Linked DNA regions of Ovis aries: region 2 is linked to region 1. Evidence: chromatin contacts called from public Hi-C data. All regions are on one chromosome and are shown on one strand. Each heading gives the region's core, a stretch centred on a gene start, on an enhancer-like site or on the middle of the called end of the contact. The rest is flanking DNA. Distances are from core to core; before and after follow the strand shown. Region 1 overlaps FNDC3B (fibronectin type III domain containing 3B). Region 2 holds the start of TMEM212 (transmembrane protein 212).

Region 1 (3,702 bases), core at 574-3,073:
CATATAATGTTTAGAAGGTTAAAAGACTCAGAGAAATGGACAGAAGTGATAATGCAATTGTTTATCAGGAATTAAATATGTCCAAGCCACTGTGGTTAGTGAAGTTTTACAAACAGTAAATTACAACTTCCATATTTGATAGGTAGCATGGTTCCAAATGATTGATATTATAACCTATATCATGTTCCCTCTTTTAGTAAAATCTAATTTAAAGCACACAGGATTACTGAGACATAACAGCTACAGCTGGAAAGAACAACTTATATTTTAATAAGTTAAATTTAGCTTCATGCAAACTTTCCTACAAAAACATGGTCCCAGTGGAAATGGACAATCTCTCCACACTGCAGGCCTGCTGTCTTCAATAATCTGGTCAAACATAGGCAGCAGAGACACCCATGGCTGAGGCGTTGCCTTGCTCAGCTACTGCTGCTAGGCCACATGTGGGGTGTCACCCAGAGAGCAGCTCAATAGGTCAAGGAGCCGGCTGCTCTACGAGGGAAAAGCTGAGACACGGATGGCCAGGAGTGCCCTGATTCTGCATGTCGGGAGATCACGGATGTGCATCACGGGACCAGTCAGGATCAGAATCTCTTTGAGACAAGCACTGGAGTGCCTCTTCTCCCGGGAAGGAAAGAAAACTTCACCCAATGAGAGCAGAGGTGACAGGAAGCTGAAATCCACCCTGGAGGCTGGAAATGCGATCGTTCTGGCACAGATGTAGCCACCACACTACTGACCTCATTGGACATGAAGCCCCAGCGTGTTCTGGACTAGCTCCCTACTGCCAGTGTCCACAAGCCAAAAAGAACAGATTTTCAGGGTTCCCTGACCTGTTTCCATTTCATAATCCTGGGCATGCCCAAATGCTTTTTCCTACCATGCACACTGAAGTTCACTCAAGGACAAGGTTAATCTTTACTAGAACGTGAAGAAATTTTGGAGTACAAACCAACTGTGTGTGAACAGACTTCAAGGTGCTCACTTTGATGGGGAGTGAGGCATCACAAACCCTCCCTCCAGGAGGCCTGGTCCCTGATGCCACTGAACTCAGTTTACCAGAGTTCACCGGACCTAGTCTAGACATCTCATTGATCTGATACTTGGTAAACAAGGGGCTCTTTTCAGTTCTCGATTCACACAGTACGGGGCGGCAGGGGGTGGGGTGGGGTGCGGATTATCTTGGAGGGCAGGCCCCAGCCATCTCACACTCAGAAAGCTCCACTCTGCCCACGTCTGTCCCACTCCATCCTCATTTTCACTCCCTTGGTAGAAGGGTCACACATTTGGTTACAAGTCCTAATAAAAATCAGAGCCCAGATGTTCTTTTAGGTCCTACAAAGTTCCCGGTACATTCTGAAGAGTGCCAGCTTTCTGCCAGACTGTGAAAGGACCCAATCTCAGACCAGCAGGGGTGAGGGAAGGCAGTGTGGGGGCGTGTGAGACGTAACTCCTGTGGCTCCACAGCAGACAGTGAGTCACCCTTGGAAGCAGTTTTCAAGATGAGTTAATATAAACTTCAGGGACAAAGATATCTTGAAATATTATTTCACTCTTTAGATGAAATCTGCGGGTAAATTATAAATAAAAGATTTAAAATGTTTTAAGTAATATATTCTCTATTTTCTCACTTTATCTTCTGCCCTTTTACTATCTACCTAAGTATTTTTCTTTTTAATTGAGCTAACAATTTAAAATTAGCTGTTAAATAAGATGATAAACATATTAGTTTCTATGTTTATAAACTCCCTCAAAAAAGGAGGGGGGAGGGAACACTTTGCTGATCTCCTGTGAGTCATCCAAAGGAGGCCGACTCATGAAGTGCGACAGTAAGGCAGAGACACTAATAGGCAGGAATGTGGTTTTCCTCATAGGTTCCCTCTCCTCCTCACTAAGGGAGCAGGCATTGACCCCTCCCATGTGTTTAGTGAGAAAAGCCGGCTTTGTGCACCACTGAGTCACGCCCCGTCGGGCCAGGGGTCTGAGTCTCATCCCATTGCTGCATTTCTGGGGCACATCTGTCTGCCTTCTTCTCTTCCCGGAACACTCAGAGGAGAGCAGGGGCAGGAAAAGAGTTACGCTGTCCTTTCTAAGTCCACACCCTTTTAGGGCATAGTACCTAAAATACCGGCTTCCCTGGCAGCTCAGCGGTAAAGAATCTACCTGCAATGCAAGAGACATGGATTTGATCCCTGGTTCTGGAAGATTCCCTGGAGAAGGGCATGGCAACCCACTCCAGTATCTTGCCTAGAGCATCCCCATGGACAGAGGAGCCTGGCAGGCTACAGTCCACGGGTTTGCAAAGCGTCGGACAGGACTGAAGCGACTGAACACACACCTAAAACACTGTATGTGCTACACAAAGATAAAGGGGAAAAGATGAATCGATTAGCAGAATCAGGAGAACCTACGTCATGTGGTGATGATTCTAAACATGTCCAAACATTCCTGACTCCCATCAGAGAGGAGCAAAGCCTATGGCCCTTTCTCTTGGACATGGGTGGGCTTGTGACTCTCTTGTCATGACAGATGGAATGGAAATGAAGCTGTTGTGACTACCAAGGAGAGGCCTAAAAAGGTGATGAAGTTTCTGTCTTTTTACCAGAACATTCACTTTTGCAGTGCTGATTCCCCTGAAGCTGCTGTGCTTTGAGAGAGTCTGAGACAAAGCTCCACCTAAGCCAGCAGTGACCACCAGACTTGTGAATGAGGATCCCGCCAGAAGGTTCCAACCTCAGCCAACAAGCCCTCCCCAGCTGAAGCTCCAGAAACTGGAATGCAGACAAACTGATTCTCCAGTGCCTTGTCCAAATTCCCAACCCTGAACCCATGAGAAGTGAAAAGTGACTGGTTTAACGCACTGAGTTTTGAGGTAATTTGTTATGCAATATTACACTTATCTATTTTGATGTCCATATATGTTTATAATATGAAGTTTTCTATAAACTTATAAATTCCTCCTGCACTATAAATATAAATAGCCAGGAAGTAAGGGAGCAGAAGCGAGTATGCTTGTATACAGTCAATGTTCAACACATGTCTGCATAAAGGGCCCTCAAAGCCATCCAACAAAGTAAGGCTTCTTTGAATAGATTTTTAAAATTGTTTCTGTAGAACCTAAAATATGTAACAAGATTCCTAGATAATCAAGATTACCCAAAATTGTTAATCAATGGCAATGCAGTCACTTCATCTTAGAGTAACATTTTATAGAATTAAAATTTTTAATAATGCTATCTCTAGAGTTAAAGAAAACCCTGGGGAATATTTTTATATTTAAATACAGATATGCAAAAGTCTTTGGGACACAGTTTAGGTATGGCATAGCCTAAAGCCTCAAGAGTGAGAAAAGTAAATAATCTATCAAAGGACATCCACACGCAATCACATCTCTACCTGTTTCATATCCGTTTACAACACATAATGGAAAAAAGCTCCAGTGAAGAAATCAATTTAGATTTGTCTGCCTATCCGAAAAGTGGTATCTAAGTATATAAAAAGTATTTGATTTTTAATATACAACTAATTGTTAAAATCTGTCTAAGTTTAGGTGTTAATTTGTAAAAACTATGTAACTGAAAACAGATAAAAGTACCTTTTCCAAATCTGTTTCCCTTCTTTATTAACTTAGTATCTTTATAAAGCAGCTCTTGGTACTTGGGAAGAGGAATCCTTAAAATGGGTTCCCTGCTAAGGAACTTA
Region 2 (3,702 bases), core at 414-2,913, 440 kb after region 1:
AATGCAGAGGGGTGAGGGTTCAATTCCTGGTCGGGAAACTAAGATCCCACGTGCCTCACAGCCAAAAAGACCAAAAAACAAACAAAAAACAAAAACAAAAAACCCACACAAAAACAAACATAAAACAGAAGGAATATTGTAACGAATTCAATAAAGACTTTTCAAATGGTCTGTGTGAAAAAAAATCTTAGAAAAAGGACAAGATATTGCCCCTCTCAACAGTGGCTATATTGTAAGAGAAAACTCCATAAGATCAACAAGTTTCAAAATTGAATTATCTAGTTTCCAGTAATGAGTATCAGGCATCCCGGGAAACAATGAGAGAAGGATTTGTTGAGCGCTCAGGCCTCTGTAACTCCTCTTCGATCATGCCGCCATGGTGGCCACCTACTCCAAGGCTAAGTGTGTTTGTTTCTTTGACCCAGGAAGCTGAGGCACCATATCGTTGTTCAACTGTGAGACCATTTAACAGGCAGACACTGAGCAGTTGCTTAGTATCCACATGTATTTGGCACATGCAGGTTTGGCAACATATGAAGCTAGTGAAGCCGATCACCCAACTTCTTCAGTTATTTTCAGTGCAAACATGTATACTATCATGTAAGAATTGAATCGCCAGTCTATGTCTGACACAGGGTGCAGCATGCTTGGGGCTGGGGCATGGGGATGACCCAGAGAGATGTTGTGGGGAGGGAGGTGGGAAGGGGGTTCATGTTTGGGAACGCATGTAAGAATTAAAGATTTTAAAATTTAAAAAATAAAAAACAAAAAAAAAAAAAAAAGAAAATGATGGGGCTAAGCCCCTAAGATCTGGGGCTTGCAAACTTCTTGGTCACATAAACACACCTTAGTGTTTCTAATAAAAGTATTTGCCTGAAAATTATTTTACTTTGTTCATTTAAAAATTATTTTTCATGGTTTGTATTTTCTTTCCAAACTCGAAGTTTGACAGATAGATTCCAATTTCCCAGAATGTCAAGGTGAGAGCAGTAAAATAAAGTAACTTTCGAGAGAACAGCATTTCGTTATAGTATATCTAACTTGTTGTGTGTGTGTGCATGCTAAGTCACTTCAGCCATGTCCGACTCTTTGCAACCACACAGACTGAAGCCCACCAGGCTCTTCTGTCCATGGGATTCTCCAGGCAAGAATACCGCAGTGGGCTGCCATGCCCTCCTTCAGGGGATCTTCCCAACCCAGAGATTGAACCAATGTCTCTTATGTCTCCTGCATTGGCAGGCAGGTTTGCCACCTGATATACTGTATACATAATTAAATGACATTAAGAAAAACTTGTATTTTAAAAGATAACTAATAGAAATCAATGTTCTAAGGTACAATCTGATTTTCTGTAGAATTTTTATGTCTTCATGTTGTTGAAAAACTTTAAAAGATATATCATTCTCATCCCTCTTTCCCCTCCCTCTTTCCTTTATTCTCTCCACATGTGTAATAAAAACATTCATATTAAATATTTTCCTACCAAAACTCCATTCCAGATGGGACAAGCAATCCAGACACTCCATCCTGTGAACCAAAACTTGCAGGAAAAGACTGGGAAGAAAGCAATAACTCCAGAGAATACACTGAGAGCCCCCAGAGTAATGAGAACCCAGCCAGCAGACTGGTATAAATGCTGCATTTTCCTCTGTGACTTGGGTCCTGGGTCTCAAAGCCGTCTCGTTACCAAAACATGAGACTATGTCAGGCCTTGAAAAACAGAAGTTTCTAAGAGACAGTAGCCATGACTCATGTGGACCGTTGATCCACTTGGAAACAAGATTACGTTTGTTTTTAGTGAAATAATAACAAAATGGAGTGAAATAATCCTCGACATAAATTTGACACGATAAATTCTAATACTTCAGACACAGACAGAGAGATCATTCCTTGTTTGGGGCCACCGCCTTCATTCCCTTCATTCTGCCCTGTCGTGGGGAGTGACCACTTCCTGGCTTATTCAGATTCAAAGGCTTGCTGACTGAGCTAATTGTTTCTCAACTCAACCTGCCTGGTGGTTGCAGCAGAAAGCCAACATCCTTTGTGCACAATAGATCCACTTTCCCAGCACAATTTCCCACAAAACAAAGTAAAAATAAGCACTCTGATCACTTTTCATTGCATTTAATTTAAATGATTTAAAGCAAAAGCAAGACCTCTCCACCCCTTCAAAGTTCAGTTCTACTATATTATTTTTGAATTTTTGATATGAATTTATCCCCCAACAGGCACAAGCTTCATTAGGGACTTTCACATTGTTTTCACTAAACCAGCTTCACCTCAGTTAATTTATTGTTAATTCAATTATCAAGTAAAGGGCAAAGATGGAAATGTATGCAGTTATAAAATAAACTTTGAGGAGTAATTCCTTAGTTGGTTGAATTACTGATCTCCATTCATGAATCGTAATTCAAAATTTAGATGATGGGCTCATCAACATTTAAGCAATCGCAAAAGTTCATCTCTTAATTTTCATGTGTTGTAAGAAAGTAGTTTGTATTTGCTTTTGACTCAAAGGACAGGTTTGACCATCTCCTTCAAGATAACATCTGGAAAACACAGACCACTTTCAGATGACTTGTGATTAAATAGCCTATGCAATGTTAGTACCTTTTCTCGTTTTCCTTAAATAAAATGAGGAAAATAATTTTGTTGATGAAAAGATTATGGTTTAGAACAAGGCTTTTGGAGTCAGACAGCTAGGCTCCTGTCCTAGTTCCACTGTCTACCAGGGATTCGACCTTAGGCAAGGGCAAGTCACTTAGATTTTCGAGGACTGTTTTTTCACGTGGGAAATAGGAACAAAATTAGTGTTTATCTTACTAGGTGATGGTTGTGAAGATTAAATGAGCCAATACAGGTAAAATGCTTAGCACTAAGCGTGCATGCTCAGTCACTCAGTTGTGTCCGACTCTTTGTGACCCCACGGACTGTAGCCTGCCAGGCTCCTCTGACCATGAGATTCTCCAGGCAAGAATACTGGAGTGGGTTGCCTTGCCTTCCTCCCTAGCACTGACCTCCAAATAGCAAAGATGCTTGAGAAGATACCTGTTATTTCATCAGGATGTTCCATCTTTGGATTTCTTTCAGAAGAGACAAAGGCACAGTTTTCATTGTTTCTCTTATCTGTCATCTTACGGACACTATGTCTGACCCTTTCTGATAGCTTGGAAAAGCTCCCAAAGGATGCTCACGGGTACAGCTGAGGAGAGAAGCTTCTCTCTGATTCTCTCCCTTTTTCTGTCTTAATCACCATTCCACGGTGTCACCCAGATTTTGAAGAAGTTGCATTCCTAGATATATTCAGAAAGCCAGCTCAGACTTTCCACTATAGCTGTTATTTTCCATCTCCTCTCAACACTGTGAGTGTAGTCTCTAATTCCCCTCTCCCCCCACCAATGCCACTAGGTAAGTTCGACATGATCAGAGGCCTTGTAAGTCTTATAAATCCCCTTGGTGTATAAGATATTGCCAACACCTAGAATCATGTCTAGCACAGAGTAGATACTTAGGACACACTTGTTAAATTAATTAATGAATACATTCGACTTCCCAGCTATGCAACTGGGGTCCCACGGGTCTGCCTCCTTGTAGCTCTGTGTATGTGTACCATGGCCAGTGTGTGCTAATGTCAGTGTGTTCCCTTGTTACAGAGGCAAGGGGTCTGGACTGAAGAAAAACTTGTTTGGTTTGAGCTGTTTT

Evidence for each region. Hi-C and Micro-C count contacts between places; a contact is called where the count stands out from the background.
Region 2: a contact with region 1 is called in a Hi-C map of mixed tissues, with 3 times the contacts expected there. The contact joins the promoter of TMEM212 here to the enhancer-like site in region 1. A contact is called at or near these places in 5 of 16 Hi-C or Micro-C datasets (liver, mixed tissues, muscle and 2 more).

Annotation. Positions count from the first base shown.
Region 1 is chr1:215,884,643-215,888,344 of ARS-UI_Ramb_v3.0, forward strand. The region is part of intron 11 of FNDC3B (fibronectin type III domain containing 3B); the gene reads right to left. Among named protein-coding and RNA genes, the nearest start is that of GHSR, 160 kb to the left of the region's middle. Within about 2 kb of position 1,824, at least 22 of the 54 cell types and tissues checked have an H3K27ac peak or open chromatin away from gene starts, as enhancers often do. A contact at or near this core is called in liver, muscle and tail adipose tissue, where this site is marked.
Region 2 is chr1:216,328,867-216,332,568 of ARS-UI_Ramb_v3.0, forward strand. It overlaps TMEM212 (transmembrane protein 212), which reads right to left and starts at 1,664. Exons shown (of 4, transcript XM_015092554.3): 1 at 1,484-1,664. The coding sequence starts at 1,642.